2 separate regions of the Mus musculus genome follow, and region 1 is linked to region 2. Evidence: chromatin contacts called from public HiChIP or PLAC-seq data. All regions are on one chromosome and are shown on one strand. The core of a region is the stretch at or near the end of the contact, and the rest is flanking DNA. Distances in the headings are between cores, read along the strand shown. Region 1 overlaps Nf2 (neurofibromin 2). Region 2 overlaps Hormad2 (HORMA domain containing 2).

Region 1 (6,926 bases), core at 3,750-6,249, 440 kb after region 2:
GACTCAACACAAATGCTGCTAACTCATCTCCTGGGTGTCTGCAATGGGACAGTTGCAGATGAGCTTGTCCATGCACAGCTCCTTCCATGCGGTAGGGGGACAGAAGCCAAAGTGGCCTTTAGAGCAGCCATGGGACAGCCAACTCACTGCAACTGGCTTAAAGATGCACCAGTGTTCTGTTTGCTGCCCTAGGAAAGAAAAGGGGTGTGCAGAGAACAGAAGGCTTGAGGAAAAAATGAGAATGAGTGGCCCACACCCAGAAGCTACCAGCTGTGATAAGTTTGCAGAGCGTACCACTACAGGAGAGGAGTGATCTTGAACAAGAGACATCAGTCTTAAAAGCATCAGAACTGATTCCCACTTCCATGCTAGAGGTATCTATCAAAGGAGTATACCACCAAGAAGAAAAAGGACTTAGATTTGACTGGAAAGGGAGCCATGACTTTCCCCAACCCAACCAGTGACATAAGGGAAACCAAGCAACTGGTCCTGCATCCCCACAGCATGCTCTTCAGAGTGAGGCAGTCTTCTAGGCCCGGGAGGCTGGTCTGGGCCCCCCCAGGGTGGACAGCTGCTCTCACCCTCAAAGCATGCTGTGGCCAGGCCCCAGGCTTCCCTGCCCTCAGGAGGGCTCTGCGTGGCCCGAGGACAGAGACAGGCAAGCTCATGCACGGGTTAGTACCACAGACGAAGGACCAGCACCACAGACAGAATACCTGGGAATAACCTACTTTGAGGACTCAAATGCAGATAGGTCTTCTGCCTTGGGCTTGAGGCTAAATGAGCAAAATAAAATGAAAAAACAAAGACATACCCTGTGAAATCAAAATGCCACATGTGCCATTTGCAAAATGCTCAGAAATAGAGACAGTGACCTCAGGTGTACTGTGAAACAGTTTGAACAGTGGCCTCTCTGGTTTTCAGCTGAGAGCCCAGTTCTCCACAGCAGCAGTGGCCAGGAGACTGCTCAGGATGCCAGGTGATAAGGAGGCAGGATGAGGGGGCTGACTGGTTCACTAGCCCAATCACGTTTTAGCTTAAGAGCCTCCTCTTTACCCCCACCTCCCCCGCCCACTTTATGAGACAGGGTCTTATATAACACAGGCTGGACATGAATTTTTGTTGCAGTCCAAAATGACCTTTAATCCTCCTGCCTCCTCCTCCTGAGTTCTGTGGGTCACCACGCCTGGTTTTAAACTCCCCTCTGACATTTAATCATTTTGTTTGAAACAAGAAACCCAGAAGACAACAGGAGCCAGAGGGAGAGGGTGTGGAGTGCGGTGATGCCTTCTCTACTTGGTGTCCACTGTGAAGTGCTAAGCAGAAGTAGGCTCCCAACTACACATCAGAGGAGACTCAGGCTTCTTAGGGTGCTCAGTGACAACTTAATCACTGAAAACAGAGACAGTCCTTGAGCTGAAGACTGCTTTTTTTTTTCCGAGACAGGGTTTCTCTGTATCCCTGGCTGTCCTGGAACTCACTTTGTAGACCAGGATGGCCTCAAACTCAGAAATCCACCCTCCTCTGCCTCCTGAGTGTGGAGACTGCTTTACACACTGGAATAAAGAGTGAAACTTAACCATATCAACTGCCATCCAATCTCAAGAAAAGGGAGTCAGGGTCTTATTCTGTAGCCCAGCCTGGCCTTAAACTTGCAATCCTCCTGCCTCTGCCTCCTGAATGCTAGCGTTACCACCGTGTGCCGCCACACCAATCCCTTTACAACCCCTGTTTATAGGGGTGATCAGCTAAAAGCAAGAGCTTTCACTGCCCAGACAATCTTTCTGCTTTGCCCAGACATGAGATCTATACATTCTCGGGCTGATGATGAGTTCTTAAGTAACTTCTAAACCCCCACAATGATGAGAACTCTAAATATCAGGAGAGACAAATGGGACTCTGTGAGCCTCGTAAATAAGTCTCATCTTTTTAAACATTAAGGTTCTTCTATATACTTCCTTTTAAGTATTAAAGAAGTTGGCGATTCTGAATATGGTCTTACACAAAGATGGAAGGGACGCATTCAACAGGCCTCTAGTTCCCTGTGAGTTCTTATTACGTGAGGTGACGCCTTGGGCATAAGTCCCCTTGACTTTAAAGACAGAATCACTTTATTTCTCAGTGAAGATCAAAACCCATCCTCAAACAAGGAGTCATCTCATCAGAGCTTTTAACATAAGCTCCACTTCCATCATGGTCATTGGCAGATTAAATTCTCTTTCTGTCAGGAGTTGAAAAATTCCCTTAACTAAGTACATGTTAAAAAAAAAAAGCCAATAGACAAGAGTTTAATGATCGGGCTCCTGAGGAAACTAGATGCCAACCTCACATTTCAGGTACCTTTTTAATGGTATTATGCTTGCTGCTGGGGCCGCCTCTGTCTGAGCTCTCGCTGTGTAGGACGTCCAAGGCCGTCTCCCGCTCTTTGAGTTTCAAGGCCTCGATCTCCGTCTTGAGCTCGTTGAGCTGCTCCTGCAGGTGCTTGCTCTTCTCCATGTACTCCACTCTGGTGCAACAAGAAACCAGGCGTCACGGGTGGGCACACAGAGGCAGGAGAGGTGAGCCGTAACGCGAAAGCTACCCAAAGTGGCAGCCAGGAGCTCAAGTCTGGGTTTCACACCTCAACTTGGCCACTCAGAAGCCCAGGGAGCTTGGGCTATCCACTAACCGCTATGAATCTCTTTCCCCATCAGTTCAATTGGGATGATAATTACAGGGCCTCTGGTCAGGAAGAAATAAAGTGTAGGAAAAAAAAAGCCCTGTATAAACTCTCAGAGTGCTCTACAAATAACCCTGCCACAGACAGCTTTTGGTCTGTATGAAAAGTCAGAGCATACAAGCCTCCTGAGCCCCAGACACGCTCTGCTTCTAACCTTCGTCAAGCAGTGAAGCAGGTCGTCCCTGCCAGTAACCACATCTACTCTCCTACTTATTCCGAACCCTTCAGAAAAAGATGGCAGACACTCACTCAGCCACCATCGGGAAGAAATAGATCTCCACTTTCACCTGAAGAGGTTCAAGAGTTTAACTAGAGGAGCATGAACAGAAAACTATGTAACACTAATATATAAACATTTAGAAGGAATTCCTGCAGCCACTGACGGGCTCTGCCAGCCTGCACAGAAAAGGGCCATGGGCTGAGTGTCTGTGTCCCCTCCACTCGCATGCTGCAGGCCTGAGCTCACAATAGAAGACTCCACAGGCACACACAAGCACACCGTGAGAAGCTGCCATCTGCAAACCAGGAGGGACATTCTCACAATGCCTCCTTCATCTTGGATTTCCAAGTTTCCTCAACTATGAGAGGTAAATTCCTCTTGTTTATAAGCTTTCCAGCCCCTGGTATTTTGTTATAATAGCCAAACACACTGAAACAGTAAGAAAATACAAACTATAAAAAACCAAGACCCAGAACAGGATGTGGTCTTATGCTGATCACAACCACATAAACATGCACATCTGGCCAATGAGGAGCTCAGACGGACAGTCGGAGCAATAGCTCAGGATCGTCAGCTTCTTAGCTGTTGTCAGTATGAGGGGTCAAAGGAGGTTAGCCTGGCTCAGTGGTTCAGGCTGGTCTCCAGAGTAAGGGGTTTCAATCCTGGTCCTGCTTCTCATCAGCTATGTGGTGCTGGATGAACTCATCAAACTAAGTCTATTTTCCTTTATATAACTGCAACACTAAAATGTTTTTTGGAGTCTGGGCCTCATAGCAGTCCCGGCCAGATGTGAATCTGCTACGTAGCTGAAGATAATCTTGAAATTCTGATCCTCCTACCTGTATTTCTTGAGTACTAAGATTACCGGTGTATACAACCATGCCTGACTTACACTATGTTAGAGGTGGATGTTAGACAAGCACTCTATGAACTAAGCTATATTCCCAGTCCCTAAAACCTGCTTTTGATTCCAGTGGGATGTTTGTTAATTCGTGTGAATGAGACAAACACCAAAAAGCTACATGGAGACACAGGTGTCAATCCATGGCATCACTGTGATCTCTGCCAGCTGTAGCACTATTCTTCACTCCTGGCTCAAGAAATGAGAATGATCTTACTTAAGATTTCGTCCACAACGGGACTCCTCCTGTCCATCTCTGCTCCACTTCTGCTGCCCACAAAGGGAAGGGAGAGCATGTGACGGAAGTGCCTGTGATCTGGCTGGGCTCGGGGTCACCAGCATAGGGTTACTCGTCTCCCCTGGCCTCCTCCGGCTTTGCTCAGCCTAGGAATTTTTTTTTCTTTTACCTTCATTCTAGAACCACTGCTAAAGAAAACTGTATTTTACTATGCGAACAACAGTCTTAACTTGGGACTCAATACAAGCCAGTCCTATTTTTCAGACAAGGTATAAAACATAAATTTCAGGATACCATCTTAATCAAGTGTTAGTTTTATCCTGGGACCCTGACTGTTGTCTTGATCTGTTGTCTTTAATTTTTAATAATTAGAAACTTTGTTCTCCAGTGGGTGACAACAAAGCAAACCTTTGCAGGGGTAATGACTGGCTGCTGTTGTGACCTGTGACTCTAGGCCAGATCCACTCACTCATGCTCACGACTGACCCAGCAGGCCACAGAGGGTACATACTTTTCTTTCTCTATCTCCATGGAAAGTCGCTTCATGTCCGTATCCTTGAAGTCAAATGACAAGCTGTCAGCAATAATGTCGAAGCTCGGTATGTCAGGAGGCAGTGGTGGTGGAATTGGGTTCATGGGCTGTCAGTGAGAAAGCTCCTGTTAAGATGCTTAAATTACACAGGACAGAGACCTCTACAGTCAATACTGCCAGGTAAGTGGTCCCAAAGCAACCACAATCAGACAAGTCACCCTTCTCTCCTCAAACCTCATCATTTCTACGGTTCCTTGAATCAAACGCAAACTTTCACTCAGCTTCTCATTTAGGAAGCTCATTTAGGCACTGGGCTAGGAGTTGAGACACAGGAAGGAAGACAGGCTTCCTGGCTCTAAGCAGATCAAAGTCTTGTTCAGGAAGCAGATGTATTTGCAAATCCTCATAGTTAAGTAAGATGAACATGAGCCAGAGGAGGGACAGGGCGTATGAGGTTAGAGGGATCTGCCAGGGTACAGCTTCCTTGGGGATCAGTGAATGAGCCAAAGGAGAAAGGTGCCAGGCAAGAGGCATGCTGGTAGGCAGGGCAGACAGGATCCATCCAAAGCACTGGGCATCTCAAGTACCCTGTGGGGTGACTGGTAAGAGACTGGCTTCGGGTCACAAAGGCTTTGCTCGTATGGAAGGGGCTTAGATTCCAAAGACAGAGCCAGAAGAGTGCTTGAAAGGGGAAACCAGCTGACTTGTTTTCAGGATCTTTTCACTCCAGAACAGAAGGTCACCTAACCTACAGTCCCTACCTACCTCTCTAGTGTCCCTCATTATTTGTCCTGCTAAATCATAAACAGTACTACGTATTATCCCACACTTAGCATGTGTCCTTTCTTTCCCTCCCTGCCACTCCTTCTCTCTCTTCCTCCTTCCCTGTCATTTTCTGTGACATTAGGGATGTGCCACATGGCCAGAGCTGGTCTCAAACTGGTGAGCCTTCTGTGGTAGCTTTCTGAGTGCTAGCACTGCAGGTATGGGTCATAGCAGCCCAGCAAGGTCTCCATTCCCCTTTCAAAGTTCTCAATTCTTCCAGTCTCTCAGCAAAGCCCTTCGAGCCCTCTCACCTTCTACCCTGACAAAACAGCTGCTCATTCCCTTTGCAGTTCTCTGTCATGATGTGCATACTGCTGCCCCGCCCTTTCCTCAGCTCCACACTGCAGAGATTCCTCATGGGTATGTCTTTTTTCCTCCTAGGATCTTTTACTGAGTCTGGGACAATGTTTGGAAAGGAACAGAACCTCTCAGCCTTTATTTATGGCAGTGAGGTCTAAGGTAGGATGTATGGAGTCTGTCAAGTGTGCCCCTGAGCAGGATATCTAGGTCCTACATACACTGTTTTCAGGGCTGAATTCTGGGTAAATGAGAGAGTCTGCTCTGTTGACACTTCATCAAGCTGGACAGTTATAATCTAGGCAGGTCTATTTACCTTATACTTCAGAAATATTCTCAGAGCTGGGCAGTGGTGGCACACACCTTTAATCCCAGCACTTGGGAGGCAGAGGCAGGCGGATTTCTGAGTTCGAGGCTAGCCTGGTCTACAGAGTGAGTTCCAGGACAGCCAGGGCTACACAGAGAAACCTTGTTTCAAAAACCAAAAAAAAAAAACAAAAAAAAAAACCAAAAAGCGCAGAAAAATTCTCAGAAAGGAAGAACACTAGCCGTTACCCTTTTAGTGAGAGCAGAAACTGACACACCCTCTTTGGCAGGTGGCACAACTGAGTATCTGACCTTACAGGTCTAGGAAAACTGTCACGTCTGTGTGCAAAAATTTGTTGTTCAGTGCAGTTGTGTTCAAAACTGCTATAGGAAATACACTAAGTCCTCACCTATAGGGCCTGGCTGGCTGAGTCACAACCCACCCATTGACATGATATGATTAAGGAACTAGAGTGTGCTCCTCTGGAGAGACAGTGCTAAGGGAAAGTGCAAAAAGAAGAGCACTTTGAAAGTCTGCTCTAATGGCTGTTTGTTTTAGACACAGGTAATTCAGGTATATAGTCCAGGTGAGTGCTCAGACTGCCACAGTCCCAGCTGTCACCTGACTGTGACCATCTGATCTTGAGAGAAGACATGTGCCTTTAATACACTATGCCCAAGAGACAAATAATGGTGTTTGGGGTTATCTGTTGCCCAGGAATAAATAACAAGGACACATGGCAATAGCAAACCACTCACATTCCCCCAATTCAAACCCTGGGCTCTTATGCCTCTGTGTCCTGAATGCACCTGTGCCACATGTGAGTGTTCCAAGTGTACAAGTGTACAGTGTGCTCGTCATGTACACAACTACTCAGGGTGTGTGCA
Region 2 (6,656 bases), core at 1,851-4,350:
TGTCCTCTGAGAGGCTTTACCTAGCAGCTGATGGAATGGATGCAGAGCTAGGGAATCCTGCGGGGACAGGGAGGAAGGAACTGAGAGGAGGGGGTCAAAGGCACCACAAGGAAACCTACAGAATCAACTAAGCTGGGCCCACAGGGACTCAGACTGAACCACCAACCAGAGAGCACACATGGGGCAGACCCAGGCCTCCCACACATGTGACAGATGTGCAGTTGATCTTCATGTGGGGCTCTTAACAGCAAGAGTGAGGGCTGTCTCTGACTCTGCTGCCTGCCTGTGGGCCCCTTTCCCCTACCTGGGCTGCCTCCTTCAGCCTCAGTAGGAGAAGATACATCTAGTCTTACTGCAACTTGACATGCCAAGGCAGGCTGATATCCATGAGAGGCCTCTCCTTCTCTGAGGAGAAAGGAAGGGGAGATGGGAGGAGGTGAGGAAAGAGGGAGGGGCTGGGAGGAGAGGAAGCGGGGTGGGGGAGCTTCAATCTGGATGTAAAGTAAAGAAATTAATTAATGAAAAATAAGCTGGCTCACAGGAGAATTCAAAGAATTAATAACAGCTAAGGCTGTCATTTGGTTAGGAAAAAAACCCCTAAGTCTGAGTTAATTATGCTACAAAGGATGTCCCTTAAGTTGGGGAAAAAAGTGCTTAGAAGAAGCCAGAGTGTCAGGTAATTCACTGTAACTAACATTTACTGAACAACGATGTTGTACATGCCAGCCAGTCTTCTGCTTTGCCTAGAGTGTGGCGACTCACTTAGCTCTCATAACGGCTGAGAAAGATACTACCCCATCCTCATTTTAGACAGGGAAACAGAAACACAGCGAGGACAGATAATATGCCCCAGTAATTTTGGCTACTAGAGGATGCCCAGTCAGGCTCTGTACTCTAGAACCTCAGTTTTAAACTCCATTGTCTTTGGGAGAAAAGATTATAAAGTATTCCGTTGTTCCCATGTATCTCTGCTGAAATCCTACTATTAATGCAAAGTGTCACGGAACTTTGCAGCTGGAAGGGATTTTAGTACTGAGCTGCTTCTACTCTCAATCAAAGGAACAGCTTTCATTGAAGTGGGTCGAACACTTCTAATGATGAGAGAACGTTCCTGCCAGAAGTAGTCAGAGGCTGGCAACTCTAACTGCTAATAAATGAGGAAAATGCTGCATGCCTGCTGTGCATTAGCCACACTGCTGAAGTGTGGAGGAGAAACCCCGACTCTGTGGAGGCTGGGCCTGCCACTGCTCAGCTTCCTCCAACTGCTCTCTGGAACACACTGTGTCCATGCGTTCCTAACAGCTCTTTAAATGTTTGAAGGTGGAATAAGGCCCTCCTCCGACTGTCTTCTTTTCCGTGTAGTCAGGCTGTTTTCATATCATAGTCCCTAGGTAACACTCATTTTTCTTAGTACCGAGTTTATATTTAAGATACAAATGTGGGGGCAGCTCAGTAAGTATAATCTTATGCTTCCCTTCTATGAACTGTCCTGAAGGAAAGAGTTTCCATTCTAAGGAGAGGGGCAGGGAGATGCTAAGAACAGAGGCAAATGGGAGCAGGCAGGGTCAAAGGTCAACTCCACACTTGGAAAAGATATAGTAGGGGGGAAAAAGGAAGCAGAGATCAAGTCTGAGGACCTGAATTTGAATTTCCCGCACCCATGTCAAAAAGCCCAGTGTGGTGGCCCTCTCTAGTAGTCTGAGACTGGGGGAAGTGGGTCACACAGATTCCTGGAGCATGCAGGCAGCCAGCTTAACTGAACCTGCAAGCTCCAAGTATGTGAGAGGCCCTGTCTCAAAGATGAAGATCATAAGATGGAGATAAGACTGAGGATGCCCAAGTCTGCCATGCTCATGCTTGCACACGCACACATGCATGCACGCACGCACACACACACACACACACACACACAATTTGATGAACATCTCTGGAGCCCTGGCTATATGCTTACTGGGCAGTTTGCTTGATTTTCTTGCTTCATCCTCATAAGAGATAGAAACTGGGTTCACTATTATCTATATTTCATTAGACCAAATAAACTGATGGTCAGAGAGGGAAAATAACTTATTTAGAAATGAATAGTCAGGTTTGAATTCAGTATCTCAGGTATGTGTCTCTCCTCTCTCCCTCTCCCTCTCTTCCCCCACCCCCGATATGTGATGGAGTCGCAGTCCTCCAGCCTCAGACTCCTGAGTGCTGGAATTACAGGTGTGTACCATTAGGCCTGGGAAACCCAAGCTCTGTCTTGACTGCCTTGCTAAATGGTTTGTTCATCCTGCAGCCAGTTGGTAATTTTCCTAATGGAACCAAGCTTTGCCTGCAGGTATTGTATGAGCAGATTTGCTCTTTAGCTCCTCCGAAAGTCTCACTACTTCTGGATAGGAATTTAACTTTCCCATTACATAACCAAATAAATAAATAAATAAATAAGTTTTGGACAAACAACAAAAAAAACAGTGTCCCCAGTGACACCCCTGTTTTCTCGGTGTCACTATAAAATTGCATATTATGTCTCAGCAAGGACCTCAATACCCAAATCACAGTTAAAACATTATCACAGAAACAGACTAATACTCTCCAAAGACTATAACTTAGGTATTCTCTCATATATGTAGAGTCTAGACTATTACTTGGGGCTTCCTTTAAATGGCATTCATTACACCTGAGCACTGTTTTTACTGTAGGGATCTGTGGAAGCTGGTGATGGTGGCAGTGGTGGCATGTGCATGCCTTTTATCCCAGCACTCAGGAGGCAGATGGATCTCTCTGAGTTTAAAGGCCAGCCTGGTCTACAGAGTGACTTCCATGGCACAGAGGAAAAACAACAACAACAACAAAATAAAACCAACCAACCAAACAAAAGAACCTGTGGAAGTCACTGAAGATCTCAGACTGCAGGTTTTAAAACCATAAATAACCTGTTACACTCAAATTGAGCTTCAAGTTTACTAGAATTTTAAAAACCACAGAAGTGTGACCTTATCTCAATGCAGTTTTGACACTGAGACCATTTCCAGTCTCTTTCAGGCAGACGTGAGCTGGAGAGTGAAGGAATCTAGACACAGGCGGGGCCTGCAGGAGGGGAGACGGAGGTGTGGTTTTTGGTGCCTGGCTTCAAAGGCTGGGGGCAACCCTGAGCCCAACCTATTTCTTTTTAGTTAGACTAATTTCTGTAAAGAGAGGAAAAACCACTCAGGCAAAGTCAAACTTCCCCATAATTTAACAATGCCCCAGTTTCCAAGCTATCGTCCTCTGATCTTTGTCATTGTGCTGAGGAGGCAGACATAGTCAGGGTGTGTGAAGGGCCAGCCTAGCACACTGCAGGTATCCAGCCTCGGGGCTAAGTTTCCTTGTATCTTCTCTCCCTTCACCATCTCTTTCTTCCCCCTCTTTTCTTCTCCTCCTCTTTCTCCCCTCTCTGAGTTTTTGATGCCATTGTTTTTATTCATTTTTTTGGCAGCTAGGAAGAAATGGAAGACTAAAGGATTTGCGCGGATGAGCTAGCAATGCTGTGTAAAAGCAGCTATGTCATACGTTTGTATTTCTCAGGTCTTGACAGCAGATCTCTTCCCCTGCATGCCTATCAAGGGTATGTGTCCAGTCTTCTCTTCTACCTCACACACTCACCACATCAGAAACACACTGTGCCCAATGGCAGTGATAAAGCTGTTTAGTTGAGAAAGGGGGTATGAAGATAGAGTCAGATCACCACAGACAGTTTCTAGATAGATTTAGGCTCTAAACTCTAAGGATCACTGTCAATTTTAGGCTAAGTTTCTGATAAATGTAAATATAGATTGAGAGCTAAATTCCCCCTTTAAACAAAATGGTTCTTTCTGAAATCCAGACTATTTCCTCTGTAAATCAGACACTTGAAGATGTAGTGCCATTCTCTGTTCACAGCTTACAGTGACTCTCACCACCTTATAAGACAGCCCAACACAAAATCCTGACAGCCTGTGGAGCTCAGAGCGCTTCCTTCCTCTGAGCCAAACCGACCTCTTGATGCTTTCCCCAAATTGGTCTCAGATCTGCCCTCTGAAGAGACACAAAACAAGCCTAATCCCTCTACTAGACATCCAACCCCTTTATGTGACTCAGGCTACACTTCCATCAAGGATCTAATAAGACCAATTACCTTTCCCCTCCTGCTCCTTTCAGTGGTAGACCAGGCTTATATGGATCCACTTTAATATGCAGGCAGGGAAAACCCAATCCCCTCTTCTCCCACAGTCCTACTTAGTGCTTCAGTCAGTACTCAGTCCTGGGTCCTCAGAAACAGAGGAGAGCCCAGCAAAGAGCAGCGCAGCGCTAGGCAGGCAGGCTACCCTGACTTTCCTGTTATGTAACACACACTCCTCCTGCAGACTAAGGGACACCTGGCCCAGAGATCCTCTTTTGTTAAAGCCACAGAATCTCAACCTGTGAGTCAGAATCATGAGACTTTCCCCCAGGACAGTTTGATCAGTTCCAGTTAAGACAGAATGTGTGATGGGCACTCCAGGTGCTGACAGCCTCATTACCCTTAGGAACATTCATTTAAGTGAAAAAATTACAAAGTGCAAAGTTTGATGAGTAAAAAGTATCTTGCAGGCCCAGTGGGATAAGGGGGCTTGCTGCCAAGCCAGAGGACTTAAGTCCAATCCTCAGAACCCACATGATGAAAGGGGGAGAACCAACAAGTTGTCCTCTGATTATCACACATGCATCTGAAATACACACGCACACAGTGCACAACATATTTAGTATCTAACTTATTTATCACATCCATTTAAGTTCAATTATTAAACCCCATGTTACATAAATTATCAAACAATTCTGTAAGTCATTTATTATTCATATCACATTAGTACAAAAGCCTATCAAAATTCTTCCAGAATATGGAGGGGACAAATAGCATCACCTGCAAGTTACAGACAGATAAACTCAAGTATTTTGGAGAAAATACACAACATAGGTCTTACAGGGGAACCAGGCTCCTGAACTGCATGTCAGCTGTTTGGGATTGGCCAACAGCACAGGGCCTGGGGCAGGGCCTGGGGCAGAGCTGAGGAACTGCACAGGGAGGGAGGGCATCTGGATTCACATGCTGCTGATCAACTTTGTGACTGAAATCAACATATAAATCATGCCTGGCTAAGCACCTCCACACATATCCTATGCTGCGCTGTGTGAGTTTTAGTAAAGCTATAGAAGGATTCCAACTCACAGGTTCTAACAAGTCAGAGTATTTCACAGAGATACCTGGAGAATTTAATTATGTAAAGAAAAACCCTTTACTTGAAGAACAGCAGCTTATTTCTTTCCAAACTAACTGCTGTGGTTTTTTGCAAACACAGAGCGTGTCTCCTCTCTAACTCGGCCGCGAGGTCATCCCATCCCAAGGCAGCTCTGCGATCCAGGTTCCTTCTGGAGAAGTGAACCTAGGGCCTGCTCAATAGCTTAGCCTTTCACAGACTGAGGAGAGAGTGGAGCAAAGCCGTAGGAAGAAAGAAGGCTTGGTCATTATCCTGTTACAGCACTTCATAGATTTTTGCAAAACAGGTGTAGCAAAGGCACCTAAGTTTCATTTTCTGTTAGGAATGAAGACTGTCACTGGTTCGCTGACCTTCTTCTTCTTTCTGGAACTTTCAAAACTTGGCTCAATGTGCACAAAATTCATTCTTTGGACCTGTGAGAGTCAGAGAGAGGTACATTAAAGCGGAGATGTGACACCTCACAAGACATCTATAAAACAGGAAGACCAATCACGCATAACCGATCCAAACCTGCTTTCCTGTGGGCTTGCTTGGCCCAGATCATAACCCTGCTGCCAGTATCAGAATCTGGCATTCCAAGTTTCAGGAGCTCCAGTCCCCTGGAGGCAGCCAGTTTCTGGGACAGTTTCTTGGCTCTCTCTATTGAATTCAGCACATCCAACTCTGGAGGGGAGGGTTGTTGATCAAGGTGTGGGGCCAACAAGGAGCAAGCACGGGTCAGGAGAGATCTAGGGCACTGATTATTTTAGAGGCAGACATAATGTAAGTCCCTCTTCCAGCCAGCAGAGACACACAGCCTTGTCTTTTCTGCAACTGTTTAGACCAACAACTTAAAAAGACAATGACTCCTTTGCTGAAGAAAAGTATATATTATTGATTACAGGGAAGTTGATCGGTGAATTATCACTAATTATCATTCCCATTAGTTAAAGATCTTGGGACTTATTTTGGCTCAACTGAATGAATAACTGGAAGTATATATATCTGTCAGGCAACCTCTGATGCTTGGAGTTCCAAGAAAAGCATAAAAGACATTTGTATATTATTCGGCCACTAGAAAGGAGGAATTTGCCGGGCAGTGATTTTATAAGAGGGCTGAATCTCTCATCTCAGAAACCACAAACTCCCTTTAACCTTAACTAAAACACTGACTAATAAAATAGTGAAAGTAAGCCGGGCGTGGTGGCACACGCCTTTAATCCCAGCACTCGGGAGGCAGAGGCAGGCGGATTTCTGAGTTCGAGGCCAGCCTGGTCTACAAAGTGAGTTCCAGGACAGCCAGGGCCACACAGAGAAATCCTGTCTCGAAAAATAAACAAACAAACAAAAAAAGTGAAAGTTTGCTTATCAAATAACTCATGTGTTTATATGTGCAGAAGTGTGAAATGGCTTGCTCTA

What was found. HiChIP or PLAC-seq counts read pairs in DNA pulled down with a chosen protein or histone mark.
Region 1: a contact with region 2 is called in an H3K27ac HiChIP or PLAC-seq map of T-cell acute lymphoblastic leukemia, with 3 times the contacts expected there. The contact joins two enhancer-like sites. A contact is called at or near these places in 1 of 115 datasets of contacts at active chromatin or transcription factors (T-cell acute lymphoblastic leukemia) and 1 of 9 other capture datasets (adipose tissue).

The regions. Positions count from the first base shown.
Region 1 is chr11:4,779,847-4,786,772 of GRCm38.p6, forward strand. It overlaps Nf2 (neurofibromin 2), which reads right to left. Exons shown (of 17, transcript NM_001252250.1): 14 at 4,590-4,717; 15 at 2,341-2,506; 16 at 732-776. The coding sequence ends at 741. Among named protein-coding and RNA genes, the nearest start is that of Cabp7, 36 kb to the left of the region's middle. Within about 2 kb of position 5,000, at least 43 of the 459 cell types and tissues checked have an H3K27ac peak or open chromatin away from gene starts, as enhancers often do. A contact at or near this core is called in T-cell acute lymphoblastic leukemia, where this site is marked.
Region 2 is chr11:4,340,996-4,347,651 of GRCm38.p6, forward strand. Hormad2 (HORMA domain containing 2) reads right to left here. Exons shown (of 11, transcript NM_029458.1): 11 at 5,388-5,671. The coding sequence ends at 5,567. Among named protein-coding and RNA genes, the nearest start is that of Gm24803, 20 kb to the left of the region's middle. Within about 2 kb of position 3,101, at least 35 of the 459 cell types and tissues checked have an H3K27ac peak or open chromatin away from gene starts, as enhancers often do. A contact at or near this core is called in T-cell acute lymphoblastic leukemia, where this site is marked.